Linked DNA regions of Sus scrofa: region 1 is linked to region 2. Evidence: chromatin contacts called from public HiChIP or PLAC-seq data. All regions are on one chromosome and are shown on one strand. Each heading gives the region's core, a stretch centred on a gene start, on an enhancer-like site or on the middle of the called end of the contact. The rest is flanking DNA. Distances are from core to core; before and after follow the strand shown.

What was found. HiChIP or PLAC-seq counts read pairs in DNA pulled down with a chosen protein or histone mark.
Region 1: an H3K27ac HiChIP or PLAC-seq map of alveolar macrophages shows a contact between it and region 2. The contact joins two enhancer-like sites. A contact is called at or near these places in 3 of 47 Hi-C or Micro-C datasets (blood and embryonic fibroblasts) and 1 of 2 datasets of contacts at active chromatin or transcription factors (alveolar macrophages).

What each region holds. Positions count from the first base shown.
Region 1 is chr6:98,421,381-98,426,763 of Sscrofa11.1, forward strand. No RefSeq gene overlaps it. Among named protein-coding and RNA genes, the nearest start is that of RAB31, 38 kb to the left of the region's middle. Within about 2 kb of position 1,826, at least 30 of the 83 cell types and tissues checked have an H3K27ac peak or open chromatin away from gene starts, as enhancers often do. A contact at or near this core is called in alveolar macrophages, where this site is marked.
Region 2 is chr6:98,355,375-98,360,480 of Sscrofa11.1, forward strand. The region is part of intron 1 of RAB31 (ras-related protein Rab-31); the gene reads right to left. Among named protein-coding and RNA genes, the nearest start is that of RAB31, 28 kb to the right of the region's middle. Within about 2 kb of position 2,592, at least 23 of the 83 cell types and tissues checked have an H3K27ac peak or open chromatin away from gene starts, as enhancers often do. A contact at or near this core is called in alveolar macrophages, where this site is marked.

The DNA.
Region 1 (5,383 bases), core at 576-3,075, 65 kb after region 2:
CCAAGCAGGTGTGAGGCTTTTTTCAAAAGATCCCAGTGTATTTTGTGCCAACCAATAAGTTCTTATTCAGATCTGTCTGCAGAGCCTTAGCCAGTGGGTATGTCTTCCCTTGTGTGTTTTTTCCTTAGAAGTGTTCATTAAGATACTGTAGATAACTTTTCCCAAACTAGAGTTTCTGGACAGATCTGAATGGAATTTACAGGTTCAAAGCTTATGTGCTGACTAAACAACTGCTGTGACCCAGGGAGGAGCATTCAAAGAGCGTGGCTCCCCCAAAACCCCCTTGATGAACAGTGCACACCTGTGCCGCCCACAGCCGGGTGGGGGTGGCGGGAGGGCTGGATGACCAGTGTATTCTCAAACATGACACAGGCCTCAAGCTACTCAAGGTCACCTGCCTTCAAACCCCCTCCGTGGAGAGTGTGGAGGCACCAGGGACAGGGTGACCAAGCCAGCCCTGCGGGCTTTCTGTGCTCACTAGTGCACCCCTTTGAATCCTGCAGGAAAGCCCAGCATCAGGCCACACTTCCTTCGACACAGTGCATCCAGTGAGGATGCTTTCTTCCACTGGGCACTACTGTTACCTCCCCCAAGGCCATTCTTCTTCTCAGCTCCCTTTCTTCTCCCAAATTCCTGCCTCCATTTCTTGGTAACACCATTTGCCCCACACTCCACTCCCATCCCAGATGTTAGCAGATCCCAAATCTTTTCTAGCATCTTAGAAATTTTCCCAGCCCCCTCCTTGAGATGTAAATCAGAGCTCTTCTCAACTCTGCCTGTACCTGCCTCTACCTGCTTCCAGGTGGGGAGAGGTACAAACAGGAGACCAGGTGGGATGGTTTGGGGTGATTCTCCACCTCCCAGATGTAGTTGGACTTCTTGCTTTTCTATGGTTGTCTCCAAATGTGTGTGTATAATTACATATAAGTATTATATAGTGTAATATATAAACATAATTTACATACAAATACATATTTAATTACACATAGCTCGCACTGTGAGGTTTGGCGTCTTTCTCTTTGCCTTCTTTGGTTTTCATATGGATGTCAATCTCTATCCCAACCCCTTCCGGCAAGTGCGAATTCACTGGGAAAAAAGTATTGCCTCTACTCTGACCTTGAATTACATGGCAAAGCCTCTCCCATCAGTTTGGCACTGATCCTGAGTGATGCAACCACCTAATCCAGGTGCTACCTGTGTGATTCCACAGAGCAACGTGTTCACACCTGCTCCCACCTCATTGTTTGCTCTGGTCTATAGCTGCTGATGAAGTGCCTAGAGTGGAGACATGGGCAGCTGACCCCTGGGGCCACTGTAACCAGCCTGAGAAGTGGGTCAAAGCCACACTTAGGGATGAACCAAGAGGCCTTGGTTGAGACACTATGACAACTTCCTGGACAGTTTCGACATATTTTTGGCAATCCTGCTGCAGAGTGAGGTGCTGTGCAGGTGTGTGGTAAAGGCATGACTCAGGCCCCCTCACTCCAGTGCCTTCCGTGTCCTCTCCAAAGAGACCACCCTCCTCACCTTGGGCCATGCACTTACTCACTGATTCATCCTCATGGAACCCACCACCTTGCCGGTTTCCCAAGTGGCAGGCTCAGTGGGAGGGCCCCCACCCTGCCCCTGTGTCCACAGACGGCAGGACAGGGCAGCGAGATGGTTCAGTTGTCCTCATGGGGGGGGGGGGCTCTTCTTACGCTGCAGCTGGGTTTTGCCCACCAAAACCCCGCCAAGACTGTCAAAAGCCACAGCCTGGAGACTGTGTGAATCATCCCTCCTTCCCCGTTAAAAGCGTTTAGATCGGGCAGGGCTGCCCATCTGACACTGCCTTTCCCAGACCCCCCACCAGAGGCTGGGCGTGGCTGGGGGACTTTTCCCAGTGACTCAGCAGTGAGCAACGTCCTCCTCCGGCTCCACAGGAAATAGCTTGGCCTGAACTTCTGCTTTTTGTTCTTCCTTCCAGTTAAACAACTGAGGCTCCCAGCTTTCACCAGGCATTTGAAATCGTGTGTACCATGAACACGCATGTGAGAGTCTGGTGACACCTATGGATCCCTTCTCAGAAAAATAGGTTTTTACAAGCATGAAATAAAATACACCACAAAACACTCGCTAGAGTGGCTAACGTTTAAAAGACCAATAATCCCCAATATTTGTGAGAATATAGAGCATCTGCAACTGTTTCCTGGTAAGAGTACAATCTCACTTAACCAACTTGAAAAAAGTTTGGCAGAATCCACTACAGCTAAAATATGATTAATCCCACCCTTGGGTTTAAACCCAAGAGAAATAAGTGCATGTGTATGCAAAGATATACATCAAAATGTCCATAGTAGCTTTACGTAGAATAGTCAAAAATGGGAAGTAACTCATATGTCCACCAACAGGAGAATAGACAATTCGGTTGTTCCTATTCATAAAATGAAATACTCCCCAGTATTGGAGTGGGTTATCAACACACACAAAGGTGTGGATGGGTCTCATAGACATTATATTGAGTGAAAAGCCAACATGAAAGTGTGCACACATTAACTAGACTTATTGTGCTGATCGTTTCACAGTGTACACAAACATCCAATCCTTAGGTTGTACACCTGTAACTAATGTAGTGTTCTGTGTCAGTTGTACCCCAATAAAAAATATTCTGGGATGGGGGAGAGATGAATAGCAGAGCACAGAGGATTTTTAGGGCAGTGAATGATATTACAGTGGTAGATATACATCCTTGTACATTTGTCCAACTTCATAGAATGTGAACACCGAGAGTGGAGTTCCTTTGTGGCTCAGCAGGTTAAGAACTCAGCATAGTGTCCACGAAGATGTGGTTCGGTCCTTGGCCTCACTCAGTGGGTTAAGTATCTGCTGTTGCTGCAAGCTGTGGCACAGGTCACAGATATGGCTCAGATCTTGCATTGCTGTGGCATAGGCCAGCAGCTGCAGCTCCAATTTGACCCACGAACTTCCATATGCCACAGGTACAATCATAAAAAGAGAGAAAAAAAAAAACTAAGAGTTAATACTAGGGTAAACCAGGGCCTTGTGGTATATCGATGTAGGTTCATCCTTGGTGAGAAATGTATCATCTGGAAAGTGATGTTGATAACGGAGGGCGGGGGGGGGGGGAGTGGAGGCTGTGCATGTGTGGTGATAGGGATACATGGAAGTCTCTGTACCTCTCTCAGTTTTGTTGCAAATGTAAAACTGCTCTAAGAAAAAAAAATCTTGGCGTTCCCATCGTGGCTCAGTGGTTAACAAACCCAACTAGCATCCATGAGTATGTGGGTTCGATCCCTGACCTCACTCAGTGGCCTGGGGATCCAGCATTGCTGTGAGCTGTGGTATAGGTTGAAGATGTGGCTTGGATCCTGCATTGCTGCAGCATAGGCTGGCAGCTACAGTTTCTATTCGACCCCTAGCCTGGGAACCTCCATATGCCACAGGTGCGGCCCTAAAAAGACAAAAGACCAGAAAAAAAAATCTTAAATAAAAGGGCATACACTCTATGATTTCATATACATGTCAAGAACAGATAACACTAACGAATAGTAACAGTGGTCTGAATAAGTTACTTTTGCAGGAGAAGCACCATGAAGGAACTGGGAAAAACCACAGGGAAACTTTCTAGGGTGGTGAAGCCCTATATTTTTCATGTGTTTTGTTTTTATGTGGCTGTACCCACAGGATATCGAAGTTCCCAGGCCAGGGACTGAATCTGAGCTGCAGGAGTGCTGGATCCTTCAACCCACTGCACCCAGCCAGGGATCAAAACTGCACCTCTGCATCAACCCTAGCCGCTGCAGTCTGATTCTTCACTCACTGTACAAAAGCAAGAACTCCCAGAAGCTCTATATTTTGATACCATTAAAATATATAATTTCACTTAGCCATACAGTTAACACATGTGTATTTTAGTCACTGTGTATATGTTGTAACTCAGTGAAAAAGTAGACTACACAAATATAAAACAAAATTCTTAAAAACTATAAAGAAATTATATTGAAATACACTTAAAATGTTATCAATGTTTAAGAAGCCAATCTGTTTCATAGTAGTATATTTTTTTCTTTAGTGAAGTATCTAATAATAAGTGGCAGCAGGTTTAAGAAGGACTATAATTTCAAAGTAATGATGAGTGTAAATATTTCAAGACAGTTGAAATTGATACAAAATATTTAGCAAATCTCACTACGCTTTTACAATATAGAATATTGAAGAGATTATTAAGTTTATTTTATAAATTTTTATTAGCTATTTAAGAACTTGAGACAGTTTTGTTGCATGAAAGTTTTAGGTGTCTTTTTAAAAATCAAGTATATTATAATCATACAAAGGGAATTAAAATTGTAAAAGCCCCTCTAAAAATGATGGCTAACGTGTCGAACTAACAAGAAAAGGTATGTGAATAGAATGTCAATACTTAAGAGAATTGGGTTTTCACAAATTTTAATTGGTTAAAATGAATTTTTAACGTAAAAAGTAAACCCCTGAAAGATCAGCAAAAACTCTTACTTAACTAAGACCAAACTACTTCTGATGACTAACTGCCCAGAAACTCTGGTTTGTGCATCTTACACTGGGCTGGTTCTTAGAGTCTCCTGAGTAACTTGTGTAAAATATGGTTGCTCAGGAGTTCCCGTCGTGGCGCAGTGGTTAACGAATCCGACTAGGAACCATGACGTTGCGGGTTCGGTCCCTGCCCTTGCTCAGTGGGTTAACGATCTGGCGTTGCCGTGAGCTGTGGTGTAGGTTGCAGACACGGCTCGGATCCCGCATTGCTGTGGCTCTGGCGTAGGCCGGTGGCTACAGCTCCGATTGGACCCCTAGCCTGGGAACCTCCATATGCCGCGGGAGCGGCCCAAGAAATAGCAACAACAACAACAAAAGACAAAAAAATATATATATATATATGGTTGCTCAGCCTTCCCTGTAAACTGGGTCAGGAATTGGGGTGAAGCCTGGGAGCCATGGATGTCCCTTTCCTGACCTGGCTGAGGACACTTCCAGTGCATTGAAGTCTGTTTCATATCCATTTCAGTGGTCACCAGGCTTTCAGTGTGGAACTGAACACGCGTTACACACCATTTCCGACTCGTGCTAGTATCTGACTGTGTAGTCATCACTCTGGGCACAGTGGACCCACACATGTCTCCATGGTAACAGTTCATTCTCTGGTCTCCATGGTGAGGTTCCCAAGGACCCTAAGATGTACTTTACTTAAAATGTTAAATGATTTTGCTGTTGATCTGACACACACAGAGAGCTGTTTTTAAAAATAGCTCTCTCACCCTATTTCAGGAGTACTGTAAAAAAGGAAAGGCAGAAAAGGAAATAGGGAGGAAAATGATGGTAATAAATCAGCCCCCTCATGCAAGCTCATTTT
Region 2 (5,106 bases), core at 1,342-3,841:
GAGAAGCAGTGGGTAGTGGGGGGTGGTGAGAGAGAAGCCGGAGCCCAGGGGCCTGCAGGTGGGGAGGGCAAGTCCACCCCGCTCATATTCCCTGATCGTTTGGACAGCTGGAGGGTGACGTTGCTGCAGAGTTAAGTGAAAAGATTTACAGACCATACCCTGGGCAGCCCAGGCCGCTCAGAGGATGTGAGAGGTTGACTTGGGGAACCTGTATCAGACTTGGGCTGCTCGGGACCCCACACACACAGCTCAGAGGGCCCTGGACTACTCCCCGCCCTGTGCAAGCCCAGACTGGAGAGGCCAGGCACTCCTCTGCAGAGGAAGGACTGCGGACCCTAATTTCGGAGTCCCCAACTCCAGGCCACGTCTACACCTGCCAACAGGCCCCAGGGCAGATGGCTTTGGGGATGCGTTTTGTTTTTGGGCTACATCGTGGCATGAAGAAGTTCCCAGGCCGGGGTCGAACTTGCACCACAGCAGTAACCCAAGCTGCTGCAGTGACAATGCCAAATGCTTAACTAGCTGTGCTATGTGGGAACCCCCAAAGCTTTTTAATATTTGAAAAAGAAAGTGTCAGACAAGAAATACCAGACATTTATACTCATTTAAAAAAAAAAAGAGCAGGATGTGAATTTAGATCATTCATAAAGTAAGAAGGAGGAGTTCCCGTTGTGGCTCAGTGGATTAAGAATCCAACTAGTATCCATGAGGATGTCGGTTCAATCCCTGGCCTCACTCAGTGGGTTAAGGATCCAGCATTGCCACAGGCTGTGGCGTAGGTTGCAGATGTGCCTTAGATCTGGGCATTTCTGTGGCTATGGTGTAGGCAGGAAACTGCAGCTCCGATTAGACCCCTAGCCTGGGAACTTCTCTACGCCACAGGTACAGCCTGAAAAAGAAAAAGAAGAAAAAGAAAGAAAGAAGGACTCCTCAGAAATGAAAAATATGATGGTGGAAATGGATGTTTCAAAGGAAGTTATATGTTAAAGTGAAGAGACCACCCAAGAAGTAGGACAAAACAGGACAGAGCCACTGCCCCCAGCTGCCAGCAGCTGCCCCTCTAGGAATGGCCACAAGAAGATGCCAGGAACTTGGAACAGGGCACTCTGGTCAACCTGCTTCTCTGAGAGGGTCGCAGAGACTTGAGACTGAAGGTAGGAGGGAAGCGGGACACATTTAGCTCAAGAAGGAAAAACAGCCATACGCGTCTCTTATATTAAAGGTATAACTTCAAAAGCCTATAGAACAAAGAGAAAACGCTGACTCTCAGAGAAAGGTGTTTTTCTTTAGATGCTAAAATATGAGCTGAGTTTTGTGACCTTGGTCACCTGAATTATATGCATGGCCTCTGGCTTCTATGTTGGGGACACTATTCCAGCAAACGAGGGCGAGACGGCTGTTGGCTTGTGATTGTCATCAGAAAATCCTCATGTAGTACAGCCTGCACCAGTTCTGAGCCCATGAACACAACCGTGCCAAACGCCCTGCTCTGCGGTGTGCAGTTCAAGGACAGAGGACAGGATGGGGACATCAGCTCCTGAGACTCCACATCAACGTCGCTATTTCTGAGCTGTGCCTTGGGGTGGATTCCAGCTAACAGATCTGGGTCCCCAAAACCAGAGCCCCTCCTTCCCCCCTCAGCTGCCTTTACCCACCCCATGGATGGGCAGGTCCTTGTCATCCTGCTGTCCTCGCAACCCCAGCAACCCTGAACACAGAAGACCTGAGCTCCCACCCAGCTGGGACCGTGTCCCTTCTGACAGCACCCCTGCCAGCAGCACAGCGTGTGCCCTAAGTGAGGGGCTGGCATCCAGGGCTCTGGCCACACTGGCCACACCATGCTCCAGGGGCACATTTTAAAGTCCATGCATGCACTCTCCCCAAAGGCTCTGCTCAAAACAGCCCAAGGGTCCTACAAGGGCAGCCCTTAAAATACCTTTAGAGATGAAACTTTCCAAAGCCATCTTGAAAAGTATTCCTCGGAGTTCCCATCATGACTCAATGGAAATGAATCTGACCAGGATCGACAAGGACACAGGTTTGATCCCTGGCCTCGCTCAGTGGGTTAAGGATCCAGCGTTGCCAAGAACTGTGGTATAGGTCGCAGACACAGCTCAGATGTGGCATTGCTGTGGCTGTGGTGTAGGCCAGTGGCTACAGCTCCTATTCAACCCCTCACCTGGAAACCTCCATATGCCACAGGTATGGAGACAAAAAAAGAAAGAAAGGGGAATATTCCTCTGTACTCATCATATTCTATGAACTCAAGCTAAAACACCACTTTTCTGAGTACTTAAAGCAGCCAGCCTGCTTGAATTTAGATTTAAGGTAATTCTTCCACCAAATACAGTTGGTGTTTCTTTACTTTTTACAATTTAACTCCCAGCATCTCTCTCTCTTATACAGTTGACAAGAAAGAAGCAACAGGGCAAAAGGACAGTGCAAGTTCTAATTTGTCTCCAAAAACAAAATATTCTTACAAAGCACAGCTTAAATCATCTTCCGGGGGCCAGTGGCTTTGTGATGACCTTGGGGCCTCGTCTCCCAGGCCTGCTGTTCCCCAGCCGGCCACGAGGGGAAGGCCCTGCCCACAGATGGCAGAGATGAGCCAAGCGGATGCCAGTCTCATGCATCACGCAGCTTGGTGACTTCCTTTGCCTTCCTTTAGACAGTGACACAAAGGAGGAAAAGGACCATCCCGCGGGAAAATGAGGAGGTCCGAGGCAGGACATCCTGGGTGGATAAAGGAGTCGGTGGAGGACAAGGAGGGACTGGAGGACCAGGCCGCCCTCCACGGCTCCTTCACGTCCGGTGGACGTGACTCCATCCGCTTCCTAAGATGGTAAGGCCGTCGCAGCCCCTCGCCCAGCCTCCCGGTTTTGCAAGAGAGGAAGCTGCCAGGCGTCCTGCTGGCTAGAGAGGCAGAATCTAATTTTTGAAATTTTTAGACATCCTTAAAGGCTCTTACCAGATTCAACTTGCCAAATGTAAATTTCACCTTAAAAAAAAAAAAAAAGTCTATTTCTAGGACCCGCAAGGGGTACTTCTTTTACTACCACTTTCCAGCCTGACCTTCCACAGGGGAGTCACATGTCCTAAAAACACATTTGCCAGGTTCTGCCCCAAATGAAAGGAGGCATATTTCCAACTAGCAGGGAGGTGTGAGGAGAAAACCACCTCTGACCCCACCAACCAGGGGTCAGACCCGTGTAATCCTCTGGGGTGTCGGTCAGCGTTTCCTGTCTTGCCATTTGTGAGGCTGACACCAGGGCTGTGCTGGGGCCAAGCTCCTTCCAGGGAAATGGCTCCCTCTGACGTTCCTCCCCAGAGGTTACTGCTATTTGGGGCGAACAATACCATTCTCCGAGGAGCACCGCTTACTCCACACACTGCTCTGTGAACAGTCACGGTTACTGATCACACGTTAATCTGGAATAACGGAGTCACCAAGCCACAAACTTTCAGCTGCTGCCATGTGAATCGCTGGGCATCACTTAATTCACTCCTGGACTATAGCAGCAGACTGCAAGTGGGGGTTCCACTGCTCAAGAGAGAGAACGGTAGGAATTCTACCGGAAACGAATCCCACTGGGAACCATGAGGTTGGGTATTTGAACCCTGGCCTCGCTCAGTAGGTTAAGGATCTGGCATTGCCGTGAGTTGTGGTGTAGATCGCAGACACAGCTCCAATCCCCTGTTGCTGTGGCGGTGGTGTAGGCCAGCAGCTGTAGCTCCACTTGGACCCCTAGCCTGAGAACCTCCATATGCCACAGGTGTGTCCCTAAAAAAAAAAAAAAAGAGAGAGAGAGAGAATGGTAAACCCCAGGCAGCTATGTCCCTACCATGTGACCTGCACCAGGGGAAGACATCAGAGGTCATCTCAGGACATGGTACTGGAGGAACCTAACTGGGCTCATAAAACTAGGAGATACTAAGCACGTGCTATTTTAAACTGCTAAGGTTTTTCATTGAGCCATCATTGTCATTCAAAATTATATGAGTTTTAGGTGGACAGCACACTGATTTTAAGTCACCAGATTTGGGGGCAACTTGTTACCCAGCAGGGGGTAACAAATACAGATGAGTGAGCAACATCTATCAAGCACAAAGCTGAACCAATGTTATGTAATTCATGCGGCAAGCTGGTGAAGTGAGGCTACCCTGCTCCTTTTGAAGGGAGGAAATTCAAGCTGAGGACAAGTCAGAAATGTGAGAGGTCAGCCCTCCATGGATGATGAGGGCAAAGTTGTGCAAGACCCACACAGCCCCGCCCTGAGAGCAGCGATTCTGAACATTCCCCAGGAGCCCATGCGGGGGCGGGAAAGGACAGACACTGCGGGATTTAATGCCAAAGCCTGGTCAGAGTAAGGTAAGCAGCGAGGGTAAAGCTGCAGTCAACAGGTGAAGTGATGGTGGCCAGAGAGCTACAGGGAAGGCAACCATTCGATCTTGGGAAAAACCTCTGGGGCAGATGCCATGGCATCCATGACCAGAAAGCAGAGTGCAGCAGCCACAGTGCGAGTTTCCCATCCCCTCACAGACACTGCAGAGCTGCCTTGAGTAGTCAGCTCCACAGCCCATTCCTTAAAGTGCTTCTTCATCTCCTTGGAAACATTCTCCTGCATCAGGTACCCTTTCCCTACACGGTGAGTCACAGGGATCTGGCGCCAGCGGTGGGCTCTTTGGGGTCCTCCCCACTTCCCACTCTGAGCACCTGGCGCCCTTAGGAACAGGACACAGGTTCTCCCCTCTGGACCAATCATGGCCAGGATGCTGTGCTGCTTGATGGAGTGAGAAAGGAAGTGGGGAGGACGCAGTGCCTGGGTATTTCCTTCTCTCTGGCTTTAGACAATCCTAACCTACCTCTGAGGACTGTTCTAAAGCCCCACTCGTGAAGCCATCCTGGGTCTCAGGAAAGTCTCAGATGAGAGGCAACAGTGGTTCCACAGTTACTGCTCTGACACCGCGGCAAATGTGTCACTGGAACGCCGGTCTTTCTCACCAAGCTTGCCGCGTGCAGCCAGGGCTCCTGGGCAGACACAGTCCTGGTAGGACCCCCAGCCCATAGATCACTCATGCCATCTCACCCTCCTTAGGATGGTCTGG